2 separate regions of the Mus musculus genome follow, and region 1 is linked to region 2. The links are chromatin contacts, called in public HiChIP or PLAC-seq maps. All regions are on one chromosome and are shown on one strand. Each heading gives the region's core, a stretch centred on a gene start, on an enhancer-like site or on the middle of the called end of the contact. The rest is flanking DNA. Distances are from core to core; before and after follow the strand shown. Region 1 holds the start of Ckmt1 (creatine kinase, mitochondrial 1, ubiquitous). Region 2 overlaps Trp53bp1 (transformation related protein 53 binding protein 1).

Region 1 (6,501 bases), core at 1,584-4,083, 140 kb after region 2:
TAAGGGGAGGAATAAAGAAACTAATTTGTAAAAGATACAAGAAAACGGTGGGCAAGGAAAACTGAGAAAACTGGATTCTGTCTCCACATCCTGCTTCTTCTCTGTTCTCTAGCCTTGGAATCTGAAACGCTGGGTTTGAATCCTCCTCTTATCTTTAAAACCTCGTAGCCTTGGGAAAGTCACTTGACTTCCCAGAGGCTCCACTCTGCTTATTTGTAAGGGTGGAACTAAATACTTAATATACATACACAGTGCTGCTGCTTGTGACAAAGTGCTTGAGAAAATTTAAGGGGAAAGAGATTTATTTTGGTCCAGGGTTTCAGGAGTTTTGCTCCTTAGCTCCATTGCTTGGGCCACGAGGAGAGGCAGAACATAAATGGTGGCTGGGTAAAAGCCACTTGCTTGTTGGCTGACAGCAAGCAAAGAGGGAGGAATGGGCAAAGGGCAGATGTATTGTCCAAGGCATGCTCAAAGGGACCCACTTTCTCCAACTAAGCCTCACATCCTCCCTTTCAGCATGTCCCAATAATCTTATCACATTATGAATTCATCAAGGGATAAATCCATTAATTAGAGTAGAGCCCTTTTGAGCTTTTTGCAATAGCTGGTAATTAACCAAACCCCAATACATGAGCCAGTAAAGAACATTTCTTATCGAAAAAGAATTGATGATACTGATGATATGAAAGCATTATTTACGCATATGTTACTGTTGACCTTGAATCTTCATTTAGGAGTTTGAGTGCCCCCATTTGTTCTCTATAATTTTGGGAACCTAGGAATTGTCCTAGTTAGATGCCTCATCTTACTGAAACCTCTGCCCCAGGCTTCCTGAATTGATAGAGATAGATTCTAAGAGCAGAATCTACAAAGAATCAGTGATAGTTAGGGCTCAGACTCATTCCTCTTCTACCACTCCAACCCTGGGAGCGAGTAATTACCGCAGCTCCCAGCTGTAAACAGCCTCCAGCGACCCCACTGGCATACTGAGCCTCACAAAGAATTTAAAAAGTGCACAAATCGATGAGCCCTCTTGGAAGAGCTATTGTTTCCCATAGGAAGGCATTTTCCAAATTTGAATGACTTCTCTGTACCCTGGCTGCCTTTACTTCTTCTGTTAGCCTCTCTTCCCACACCCCACCTCCTGAACACCTTCTCAGCCAAATAATAGCCCAATTGCTCTCGAAGACTATCTCCTCCTTTTATCTGGGTAAATATACACCATCCCAAGTAATTATATTCACTTACTCATACCTACTCCTTAACCTGGATAATGAACACCCACAGCACAGGTAACATTTTTTTTCCCTCTCCAAAAATAAGGAAGTTCCACCAGTAGATCTCTATTCTTGGAAAATGTGTTATTTTACCAAGAGAAGAGGCTTAAGTAATGGAGCCAAAAGTGAAATGGATTCTTTCTAAGGATACTCACCAATGAGAAAGGTCAGAAAGGAGACATATGGGGTGGGGACTTGAGGGAAATAAAGGAATGTATATTAGTTGGGCCAGTGGGGATTATGAAGGGTAATTCTTTTTCCCAAGTACTTTCTTACAACTTCCAAATATCTTACTGTCTTCTGGAACATCAGGAAGCTGAAGGTAGACATATTAATGGCAATATGTCTGCTTTGCTTTGGCTGGCCCTCCGCACCCAAACCTCAGGTCTCTATCTCAGCTTCAGCTTTCATTCCCCTTCCTGCACTAATAAAAGTCAAGTTGCTCCTAGCCCAGCACGTAGCTGTGGAAACAAACCCTCTTGAGTCTGAGTATGCACTTCGCAAAAGAGAGAGCGGACCAGGAAGAAGACAGAGACTCCCTGATGACCTTATGCCCTTGGATACTACCAGCCTTCACACTCCAGATTAAACTGCCTTAGCAAGCCAAGAGAGGAAGCACGAGTGGTTCGGGAGACCTGTGCCTGCCTGTTCCATTCCACACCCAGTCATCTCACCACACCCTCCTCCTCTCTTTATATTCCCCCTCCAGTCCAGGAACTGCCAGCTGCAGAGAAGAAGGAAGAGAAGGAAGAAGAAACTCACCATTCCCTGCCCAACCCCAGCCCCACACCCAGAGCAATCAACAGGTAGGCTTTCAGACACTACTCAGGAAGAGTCCTTCGAACAGCAAACAGATTTAAGCCTGGAAAAGAAGAAGAGAAATAAAAGATCAAAGGTGAAGCAGGGGTTAGAGTAGAGGAAAAAAAGAAAAAAAAAGCAGGTCCCCAATGAGAGGCAGGAAATAGCCAAGCTGAAGACTTGGAGGCAGTGAGTTTGGGAGACAGAATAGACAGGATAAGAGCCAATAGCTTTCTGATTCTTAAGGGATCCTTTCTCAATCTTATTAGGAAAGCATAGGTGTAGCTGGGAGTTCCCTGGTGCTCTTCCTGGTTCTTAGGGGAAGGTGACCTTGAGGCTGTGCTGTCTTTCCCCTGAGCTCGCTCAGTCTTCCTCCTCTATCTGTTTATTCTGTGGTTTTCCTGCGGCTGACTCTCCTGGGGAAAATGGAGAGATGGCGTGCAGATCGAATTCAGAAAAGAGGCTGGGCAATGTCAACCTCCCCACCCCCACCCCTAAAACCCAGAAAATAGACGGATTGGGTTTCAGATTTAAACAGAGAGGGTATGAAAGAAGGGGGGTTTCAGGTTCGGGAATCCCTGTGGTGCTGTCCTCTACTTAGTGCTGAAATCTGACCACCCTCATCCTTGGTGGGCGTCTGTCTCCAGCCTCAGGGAGTAAATCTCCGGTCTTCTTAATTACCTGGCTAGTGCTACCCAACCCCACCCCCGCACACCTAGCGCGGTGGCAGGCGGGAAGGCGGAGCCTGAGTGAGCCCCACCCCTGGAGACTGCGGCTGGGGCCTCCCTCTGCTCTGGCTGGCTCCTTGCTTCGCTGCGCTTCTCCTGCAGCCTGGTAGGCACCGGCTGCCACTTCAGCTTCAGCCTTCATCGTGACCCCTATTTTGGCTCCAGTCTCCGACCCAGCTCCGTCCTCTCTCTACCCGGTTGCATCTTCCCTCCTAGTTCCTGACTTGCGCCAGATCCTGCTCTGAATCTTTGTAGCCGCATCCCCAAGCCATGGCTGGTCCCTTCTCCCGTCTGCTGTCTGCCCGCCCTGGACTCAGGCTCCTGGCTTTGGCTGGAGCTGGGTCTCTCACCGCCGGGATTCTGCTCCGCCCGGAATCTGTAGGAGCTGCCGCTGCTGAACGGAGGAGACTGTATCCCCCGAGGTATTAGAGCCTGAGATGCACGAGGTGGGGGCTGGGGGTGGTAGTGGTGGTGATGGGAACCGAACAGGTAGAGAGGATAACCTGAGCAAAAGATAGGCCTCGAAGATGGATTTCCTGTACAGTTTGGAGATCCTAGCCCTGTAATGGAAGAACATGTCTAAGGACATGTCACCCGATGTCACTGCCTCCACACCAGCTTTACCTTTGCAAATTCTAGGTTCACCCACTGCCCAAATCCTTTTTGGATGACTAGAAGCTTTTTTTTTTTTTTTTAATCTCGACCTATTCTCCTTGTTCTCCCGAATTCTCCTGAGTCTCTCCCCTCCCCCATCTCTAATGTTATGCTCACTAGAGAAAAGCAACTCTGTAGACAAGGGGGAATTGAGGTGTTAGAACTATTAGGAAAGAAAAGACCCTGGAAATCCCTGAAGAGATTATCAAGATTTAGCCTACCTCTAATTCCCCCTCCTTCCAATAAGCAAAGCCAGACATGGCTCACTGGACAGCTCCCAGCTGACATCAGTAGGTCTAGGCTCCTGTGCCCTCCCTCCATGGTTACTGGGTACCCCCTTCCCAGCGCTGAGTACCCAGACCTCCGAAAGCACAACAACTGCATGGCCAGTCACCTGACCCCAGCAGTCTATGCACGGCTCTGCGACAAGACCACACCCACTGGTTGGACACTAGATCAGTGCATCCAGACTGGAGTGGACAACCCTGGCCACCCCTTCATCAAGACTGTGGGCATGGTGGCTGGAGATGAGGAGACCTATGAGGTAGGGGGCCCCTCAGAAATCCCAGTTCCTTCCTCCTAAAGATCCCTCATGTCTGTTCCCTCAAGACTCTGGATTGTCTATACTCAAACGTTCTGATCCAGTGATATCAATCTACAACTCAAGTGTTTCTTCTTTATAATCGCCTCTTCCTCTTAACTCCTTTTCAGGTATTTGCTGAACTGTTTGACCCTGTGATCCAAGAGCGGCATAATGGATATGACCCCAGAACAATGAAGCACACCACTGACCTTGATGCCAGTAAAGTGAGCCAAATGTGACACTTCCGATATGTGCAGCCTTGTGCACAATGTTCTGTATCTCCAATCATTACACCTTGTTTCCTGACTCAGGGTTAGACTGCTGAGCTTTGTATATTGATAAGAGAAAGAATTGCATATCTTGAAGTATAGCAGATAGGAGGACGTAGTGGATAAGAGTCTGGATAATGGAGTTGAGGAGAATCTGATCAAAGTACAAAATGGTGAAAGAATTTTTAAGAAGTGACTATGTCCTGGCTGGGTGTGGTGGCTCACACCTGTAATCTCAGCTCTCAGACGGCTCAGAAGAGCCCTCCTCCCTCCACCAAAAAAAAAAAAAAAAAAAAAAAAAAAAAAAAAAAAAGGCTGTACCCAAAGTGAGAAATGTGGAGAAATGACCACAGTGTTTTCAGTTAGCATGCCTGTCCAATGTGTCTTCCTTCTGGCACCTGCTTTATAATCCCCAAGAGTTCCCACCTGCTGTGTTTCTATGATTTATAGTCATTTCTCTTATTCCTCAGATCCGTTCTGGCTACTTTGATGAGAGGTATGTATTGTCTTCAAGAGTCAGAACTGGCCGAAGTATCAGGGGACTCAGTCTCCCTCCAGCCTGCACTCGGGCAGAGCGAAGAGAGGTAGAACGTGTTGTGGTGGATGCTCTGAGTGGCCTGAAGGGTGACCTGGCTGGACGGTACTATAGGCTCAGTGAGATGACGGAGGCCGAACAGCAGCAGCTTATTGATGTGAGGGCCCTTGACAGGGAACGGGATTGTGGAAAAAGAGGTGGAGGGGAGAGTGGACCAGAAAAGGTAGATGGCCTGGATGGTACTGTGAGAATTCTTAGACCCAATCCCTTTATTCTCCTCAGGACCATTTTCTGTTTGATAAACCTGTGTCCCCATTGCTGACTGCAGCAGGAATGGCTCGAGACTGGCCTGATGCTCGAGGGATCTGGTATGGAGCCAACACACTTTTTTGGTTTTTTTTTCCCCCTTGTATGTGCAAAGTTTTTTCTCCATCTACCCCAGTGCTTGTCTTGCCCACTGATGGCTATACCTATCCTGCCCTCAGGCACAACAATGAGAAGAGTTTCTTGATCTGGGTGAATGAGGAGGACCACACACGGGTCATCTCTATGGAGAAAGGCGGCAACATGAAGAGAGTGTTTGAAAGATTCTGCCGGGGCCTCAAAGAGGTTGGAGAAGGGTATACCAGGGAGCTAGGGGAGAGGAAATGAGAAATACCACACAGCAGCATAGCTAGATCGGCTATATCACTTGTCAGTCAACGCAGAGTATTTCTGATAGTAGAAAGGGTCATTATCATGCTAGGATAATAGTTACAAACCAGGGCCATCCTTGGAAAACCAGGGCATATAGTTACTCTAAAAATAGAAAGAGTGTCAGTAACCTAAGGAAGGAAATAAAGCATAATCTTTGCCAAGTAATGAAAAGAAGGAACCAATGATCAGCAAGCCAGTGCCGGGGTAGGTGGTATGAGGTAGTATGTGCAGTTAAGGAGAACGTTTGAGCCTGGACTGATGGAAGGCATGAGAGATTGGTTTGTTCATGATACATCACCAAGTTCTGAGCCAAGGCTCACCTTGGCTCTGGAGATCTAGCATTGCATCTAGGCTCTAAGCAGAAAGTGCTAGAGAGACTAGGGAAGGTGGAGGCTGAACTGGCTTAAGCTCTAGAATGTGCGTTTCTGGATGAGAGGTGACTGGGCAGGCTTGCATGGGCAGGGTTTCTACATTTATTCTATGTTAGAAACTGCCATAGATCTGATCCTTGATGTATTTTCTTGTATCTACAGTTTTATTTTTGGACTTGTAAAGAAAGGGTGCTTCTCTTTTAGATTCTAGCCAGGAAGCTCACACTATTTTCGGCAAGGAATGGATAATGTTCTATGAGTGCATAGAGAAATACTCTTTAATTATATGACTCTGTTTATTTGTCTATAAAGTTGAGGACTAAATGAAATAATGTAGGCAGAGGAATTGTTCTATAATAAGTGTTAGCTTTAGCATGTAAAAATCTCCATGCTTGTGATTCCTTCTGAGTTACAGAGCATCATCTTTAGGTAGTGTGGTCTTTGTGTCTATTGCTCTGGCAGGCCCCTGTCTCTTCCATCCTAATAGTCATTATGGTGGTCAGGAAAGCAAGAACATCTCTTGAAGTCCCCCTCTTCTCACATGTACCTGTGAATCTGGCTTCTCTGCTGTACCTTCTCATGTCTCCCTG
Region 2 (6,213 bases), core at 767-3,266:
GCTGAGGTCCCCTCTTCTGACTTATTTATCATATAAGCATTAGGTAGGTACTGCCTCTAAGCCAAATATATATAGCTTCCAAAATGACTGGAGGCTTTACATGCTAAGAGTTCTCTAGAGTAAGAAATGCAGACTATCTCTAAGCAGGCTACACACAAATCTGCCTTATCTTTCTATCTGAAATGCTTAACATAAAGCTTGATAGAATGAAGTTACCTTTGTTTGGCTTACAGGTTACAGTCCACTGACAAGGAAAGCCAGGGCAGGAACTAATGGCAGACCTTGGAGGAATGCTGTTGGCTTGCTTCCTCTGGGTTGCCTAAGCCACCTTTTTTATACAGCTCAGGCCCACCTGCCTAGAAATGTTCCCACCCACAGGCCCTCCTCCATGCATTACAATTAAGAAAATGCCTCACAGGCATGGCCCCAGACCAACCTAATCTCAGCAGTTCTTGAGTTGAGTCCCCTTTCCAGGTGACCTTAAGTTTGTATCAAGTTGGTATCTAAAGTTAACTGTGACAAAGGTGCTTAATATTTGCACTTTAAACAAAAGAATGGATATTCCATAAATCAATAAACTACAAAAATCAGTACGCTACTACCATATTAAATAAACATAAATGAATGCATTTCAAGGCTATGTCAAATGTAAATAGACAGAAAAAAGTGAAATAAATGACCAGGTAATCACACCTGTAATCCCAGCCCTTAGGAATTCTGAGGCAGGAGGATTGCAGAACCTTCAAGGGCTGCCTTGGGTGTCACAACTGAATTCTAGGTCTGTCTGAGCTACAGACTAAGGCTTTTTAAAACAAACAAGCAAATAAAAGTCCATTTTGAGTCTACAATGTCCTGGCCCTGAAGAACAGATCCAAGGAGCTTAGAAATCATGGCGATTGTCACGTTGTTTGACCAGAGAAAAACAAAGCTAAGTCGCCCAGGTGAGCAGAGTTTGTTAGGGCTCGCCCTGCTTGGGCAGTGAGTTCTGCAGGTCTCTGCACTCAGCTCTAACAGGCAATGGGCTTGAACAGCCTTCCACCTAAAAGGAGCATCTTAGTTGTTGGAGCATGTCCTATTTGTCAGGAACATTGGCTGAATGCACAGGCCACTAAGAGCAAGGACAGAACACACTACAAGGAAATCCATGAATAGCAGTTAAATCTTCATGATCTATGAATTACCATAAAGTGTGAAAGTGCTGAGCTCAGCAGACACATAAGCACTCCCAGCTGCACAAAACAAAGCAATAATGAAACAACCCACCTCCAGATTCATCTTAAGCTTTAAGACAACACACAAGCAAACAAGCTGCCATGCAGGCTGCCAGGACTCAAAAGCTAATGTCAAGACTACAACTGTTTTCCATCCTTATGTACATTTACCTCACACCACAGAATGAAGCTGAGCCTGCAAAACTCATAAAGCCCAACAGCCCACAGAGCTGCACTGAGAGGCGAGAGCTTTGGGACGCCATCACATGATGAAGGAACTGTTGTCCTGACACTGTCAACTGTAAGTGCACTTGTACCCAGCCTTATTGTGGTCCAAAAACTAAAACACCCCAGAAACTATTTATTCAGGGTAGAGGCCGTGGATATAACTTTATTTCTAAAGCAAAGTTATGTTTTGTTTGAGATTTTTTTTTTCTAAAAGACTAAAAGGATATTAAGATTTCCCCCTCACCAATCCCAACCCTGTTTCTAAAGAATTAATCAGAACTGTTATTCTTTAAAGACCAAAAGTGAGCTGGGCGTGGTGGCGCACGCCTTTAATCCCAGCATTCAGGAGAAGGATTTCTGAGTTCAAGGCCAGCTCGGTCTACAAAGTCAGTTCCCAGACAGCCAGGGATAACCTGTCTCAAAAAAACAAATAAACAAAAACAAAAAAAAGACCAAAAGTGATGGGCAGGACTGGTGGAGCACTCCTTCAATCCCAGAAGAATGAGGTAGATCTGTCTGAGGTCAGCATAATCTACATAGTGAGTTCCAGGCTAGGCCAGGGCCAGAGTGAGACCATGACTCAAAAAGTTCTGGGTGGGGTGACAGTGACTCATTACAATACTGGCAGGGTTAGCAGATTACTACCAAACATCAGGAATTTGGTACTTCTCATTCTCCTAGAAGCACTTGACAAATGATCAATACTAAAATGTAGTTGTAAACACTTAGGTGTGGTTAACAAGCCTGTGTTAGTAATCTCTGTGCTTGTAGGGAAATGGTGGGAACATGAGGAGCTCCAGGCTCAGCGAGAGGCACTGAAAGACTGAAGGAGGACCAAAGAAACAACAGGGGCGGTGGGTGCGGGGTGGGGGTAAGGGTGCATACTGCTCTAGTGGATGGAGAGCACACTGCAGCCTCTCACATATATACTCACACAAAAGAACACATTACAAATGAATTACAAAATTCATTTTACATTACAAATTCAGTTGTAATGAAAGTAAATTTTTATAATATAAAATTACAAAAGAATATTTATCTTTAAAAATAAATATAAAAAAACAAACAAACAAATAAATAACCAGATATGATGCCTTTCAGATCTATGAGTTCAAGGCCAACCCGGTCTACAGAGCAAGTTCCAGGATAGCCAGGGCTACACAGAAAAATATTATCTCGATAAAACTAAACAAACAAAGTCATGCAGCTGTGGTCTCACCTGCTCAGGAAGCTAACGGACGAGCAATGCTTAAGCCCAGAAGCTAGGGCAAGCCTGGGCAAAACAACATCTAGCAGCATAGCAAGTAAAATACATAAACAGCCAACTTCACACAACAGTGTCAATCAATACCATGAAATGGAATCAGCCATGCAATGAATCAATGCTGCAGAAAATACACCAGACAGTATGGCACAAGCCTTTAATCACAGCACTCAGGAGGCAGAGGCAGGTAAGTTCAACTTCAACAAGTTGAACTCTGTAAGTTCAAGGCCAGCCAGGGCTACAAAATGAAACCTCATCCCCAAAAAAGAAAAGCAAAATGTTTACCTGTCGGGTGCAGAGGGAGGAGCCTCACTTTGAGCCTCCTTCTCTTGCTGGGCTTCATAGATGCAGCCAAACACAGGCACCGGCTTCTGGAGACTAACATAATACATTAAAGCAATGCATCTTATGAATTTCAAATGGTAAAGTATCTCTGGAGATCACTCTATTTAGACATAGAGTTCCTTGGCATCCCAAATGCCAACCTACATAAACCCCAAAAGCCAACTCTTTGATATGTTTCAAATTAGCACAATAAAAATCTCTCAGTATAGGAACTAAAGAGGTATCTCTGCAGTTGTGAGCACTGGCTGCTCTTCCAAAGGCCCTAGGTTCCATTCCCAGCACCCACGTGACAACTCAGAACCATCTGTAACTCCAGTTCCAGAGTGTGTGACACCCTCTTCTGGCCTCCATGGCACCAGGCACATGTGAGGTACAGGCACACAGATGCAGGCAAAACACACAGTAAAAACCTTCAGTGAGGTCACTGGAGAGACTCTAAAGACGAAAAGGATATAAAGAGAAAAAAATCAGAAATAAATAAGATGAACAATCTAGTCCCTTTAGAAGGTAACTTGGAAGAGGAACAAAAAAGAGGAATTTTGATTTAAAAGCAAACAAAGTTAAATATATGAATTGAATGGGGTTTTAGATTTGGGATCTTGATAACACCAAATACTTGATAGCATTAAGAAATCACTGTTGTCAAAAGTATAGTAACAACTGCTTAATTTAAAATAAGAGTCTTTATCTTTTAGGGCTTGAAATAATTACATAAAATGGTATGAAATAGAATCTCCTTCAAAATAACCCACTAGTGGAAGGGGGGGAACTCCAAGATTTTATAATCAAAGAGGACTGGCCACTTACAATACGGTTGTCCATATTACACTACTCTCTACTGTTGTCTTCCCACAGTAAAATGACTAAAAAACTAAGATGGCATCAAGTGCTCTGAACAGAGTCCAGGGGTCTTTCATGGACACGCAATACTTTACCTAAATGCAGAGAGTGCAGCAACCATTTACAATACAAATCTCATTTGAAATGTCTTATTTTACTAATAGTTTGTTTTTAATTTTACCTTTTCAGGTATACAGGTATTTTGCCTGTATGTATGTCTCTGTACCACACAAATGCCTGAAACTCAAAGAGGCCAGATGAAGGCATCAGACCGCTGGGACGGGAATTACAGATAGCTGTGAGCTGCATGCCATGTGGGTTCTGGGAACTGAACCCAGATCCTCTGAAGAACATCCAGTGCTCTTAGCCACCGAGCCAAGTCTCCATCCTCTTTCAATAACTTCTTTTTTGTTTGTTTGTTTGTTTTGTTTTTCGAGACAGGGTTTCTCTGTATAGCCCTGGCTGTCCTGGAACTCACTTTGTAGACCAGGCTGGCCTCAAACTCAGAAATCCGCCTGCCTCTGCCTCCTGAGTGCTGGGATTAAAGGCGTGAGCCACCACGCCCGGCTCAATAACTTCTTAATATGAACCCAAAGGTCAAAAAAATTAACAGAAGTCTTAAGCATAGATTTTTAAATTTAAAAAGAACTGCTTCGTGGCAATACCAATGACTTCCACCTTTTCCCATAACCCGCCATCCTTTACTTTTTCCTCATCGTCCCTCCCTATATTCTCCCCAACAGTTCAGAAGGCACAAAGAGGGTCATTTATAGTCAGTAGGCACTTTATGTTTTTTAAAAAATTTAAAATTCTCTTCAAATTTTTAAAGATTTGGCAATAATAAGCTTGAATCCTTTCTTTTTAAAGCATCACTTATTTGTCATAGTAGGGGCTGAACGACAGTCCTCACTTAGGCAAGCATGACAACTGGGCTCGAGCCCAGCTAGCTCACTAAAAATTGACAGCCACTGGCAGAGACAAAGAACTGTGAATGGAGCACAGGTGTGGCTGCCATCTTCAGCCCTGCGCACTCTCACATCCAATTGGCTTTACTCACAGTGCCTGCCTGTGCTGGCCTTAGAGCCATCACCTGTATGTCACCAACTGGCTTGGGTTTTCCCACTGGGATGACTCACACCAGAAACCAAGAAGCCTATTCTCCCAACCGCCAGATGGCAGAGCCTCAGCACCAAAACCTCATATCCCAGCATACTTCACTCAAGGCTTTGCAGCATTCCTGACAAAGCAAAAACAACTCAGCATAGCAGTTGGCAAGAAATTTGGCAAGAAAAGGCAGAATGTCCTGAGGCTGCAGCTGAGCACAGAGCCCAGGACAGTGTATCTAGAACCATCTCCTTTGGCCCTTTGTTTCCCCCACCTTGGTCATCAACAGAAAAAGAAAAGGCTTGAATGGTGGGAAAACAAGTACTTAGATTCTAACAGTAAGAACTTGAATGGCAGGAAAACTAGTAGGTATTCTAACAGTAAGAATAACAAACGTTTGTTATATTTAAAATTACCGAGGAAGCCTGTAATTCAAAACACTGCAGAATTCTTTATGCTGGGCTTTGAGTGTTTTAGTGTGTTCCTCTCTTTATGCAGCACCTTTGCATTAAACTTCTCTAAATAACAACAAGCCCTGGTTACCTGGCAACAGGCTCTGCAATGGCAGTAGATCCATTTTTTCTCTCAGCAGTTGTAGGCTCTGAACAAAAACAAAAGCAGTGAGAGAAAGGAAAGAAAAGCAGACATCAGTCACCCCAAGTCTAATGCCTCTGCCTGCTTGCCACACCAGCAACAACAGAAATACAAACAAGGAAACAAGAAGAGCTAAAGGCCAACAGAATAGACATGCACAGCAGCACAGGCTAACTCATCTCAACCGTTTTATTTCATTTCAGATTTCCTATAGAAAACGTATGTACTTTGCCAGAACTACAATCTATAATATGTCAGTGAAAACTGAACCATCTGAATTATGACTCACCTTCCCATACAAGAAATTTAAAATTCACATGAGAAAATACAAGAGAAAACCTAAAAATGGTGGGGTTAGGGAAAGGAGAGATGGCTCAGCAGTTAATAGTACTGCCTGCTCTTGTAGAGGTCCTGGGTTCAATTCCCAGCACCCACATGGTAGCTCACAACCATCTATAACTGTAGCCCCATGGGATCTGATGCCCTCTTCTAGTGTGCAAATGTACAGGCAGACAAAACACTCATATACATAAAGTACATAAATCAACCTTTTAAAAATATTCATAAACTTAAAAAAAAAAAAAAAAAAAAAAACCTTTTTTGAGACAGGGTCTATGTAGGCCAGGT

The links. HiChIP or PLAC-seq counts read pairs in DNA pulled down with a chosen protein or histone mark.
Region 1: an H3K4me3 HiChIP or PLAC-seq map of embryonic stem cells shows a contact between it and region 2, with 28 read pairs. The contact joins the promoter of Ckmt1 here to the enhancer-like site in region 2. A contact is called at or near these places in 9 of 39 promoter capture datasets (the HPC-7 cell line, cancer-associated fibroblasts, cranial neural crest and 5 more), 23 of 484 Hi-C or Micro-C datasets (the C2C12 cell line, the MC3T3-E1 cell line, MC3T3-E1-derived osteoblasts and 12 more), 8 of 115 datasets of contacts at active chromatin or transcription factors (bone marrow-derived macrophages, embryonic stem cells and stem cell-derived neural progenitor cells) and 5 of 9 other capture datasets (adipose tissue, embryonic stem cells, liver and 2 more).

Annotation. Positions count from the first base shown.
Region 1 is chr2:121,355,777-121,362,277 of GRCm38.p6, forward strand. Ckmt1 (creatine kinase, mitochondrial 1, ubiquitous) reads left to right here and starts at 2,834. Exons shown (of 9, transcript NM_009897.3): 1 at 2,834-3,225; 2 at 3,803-4,001; 3 at 4,169-4,264; 4 at 4,780-5,001; 5 at 5,127-5,212; 6 at 5,330-5,453. The coding sequence starts at 3,074. It overlaps Gm33947 (a long non-coding RNA gene), which reads right to left and starts at 3,043. Exons shown (of 2, transcript XR_374934.4): 1 at 2,406-3,043; 2 at 2,039-2,139.
Region 2 is chr2:121,218,170-121,224,382 of GRCm38.p6, forward strand. It overlaps Trp53bp1 (transformation related protein 53 binding protein 1), which reads right to left. Exons shown (of 28, transcript NM_013735.4): 15 at 5,536-5,593; 16 at 2,989-3,081. Among named protein-coding and RNA genes, the nearest start is that of Tubgcp4, 50 kb to the left of the region's middle. Within about 2 kb of position 2,017, at least 19 of the 459 cell types and tissues checked have an H3K27ac peak or open chromatin away from gene starts, as enhancers often do. A contact at or near this core is called in embryonic stem cells, where this site is marked.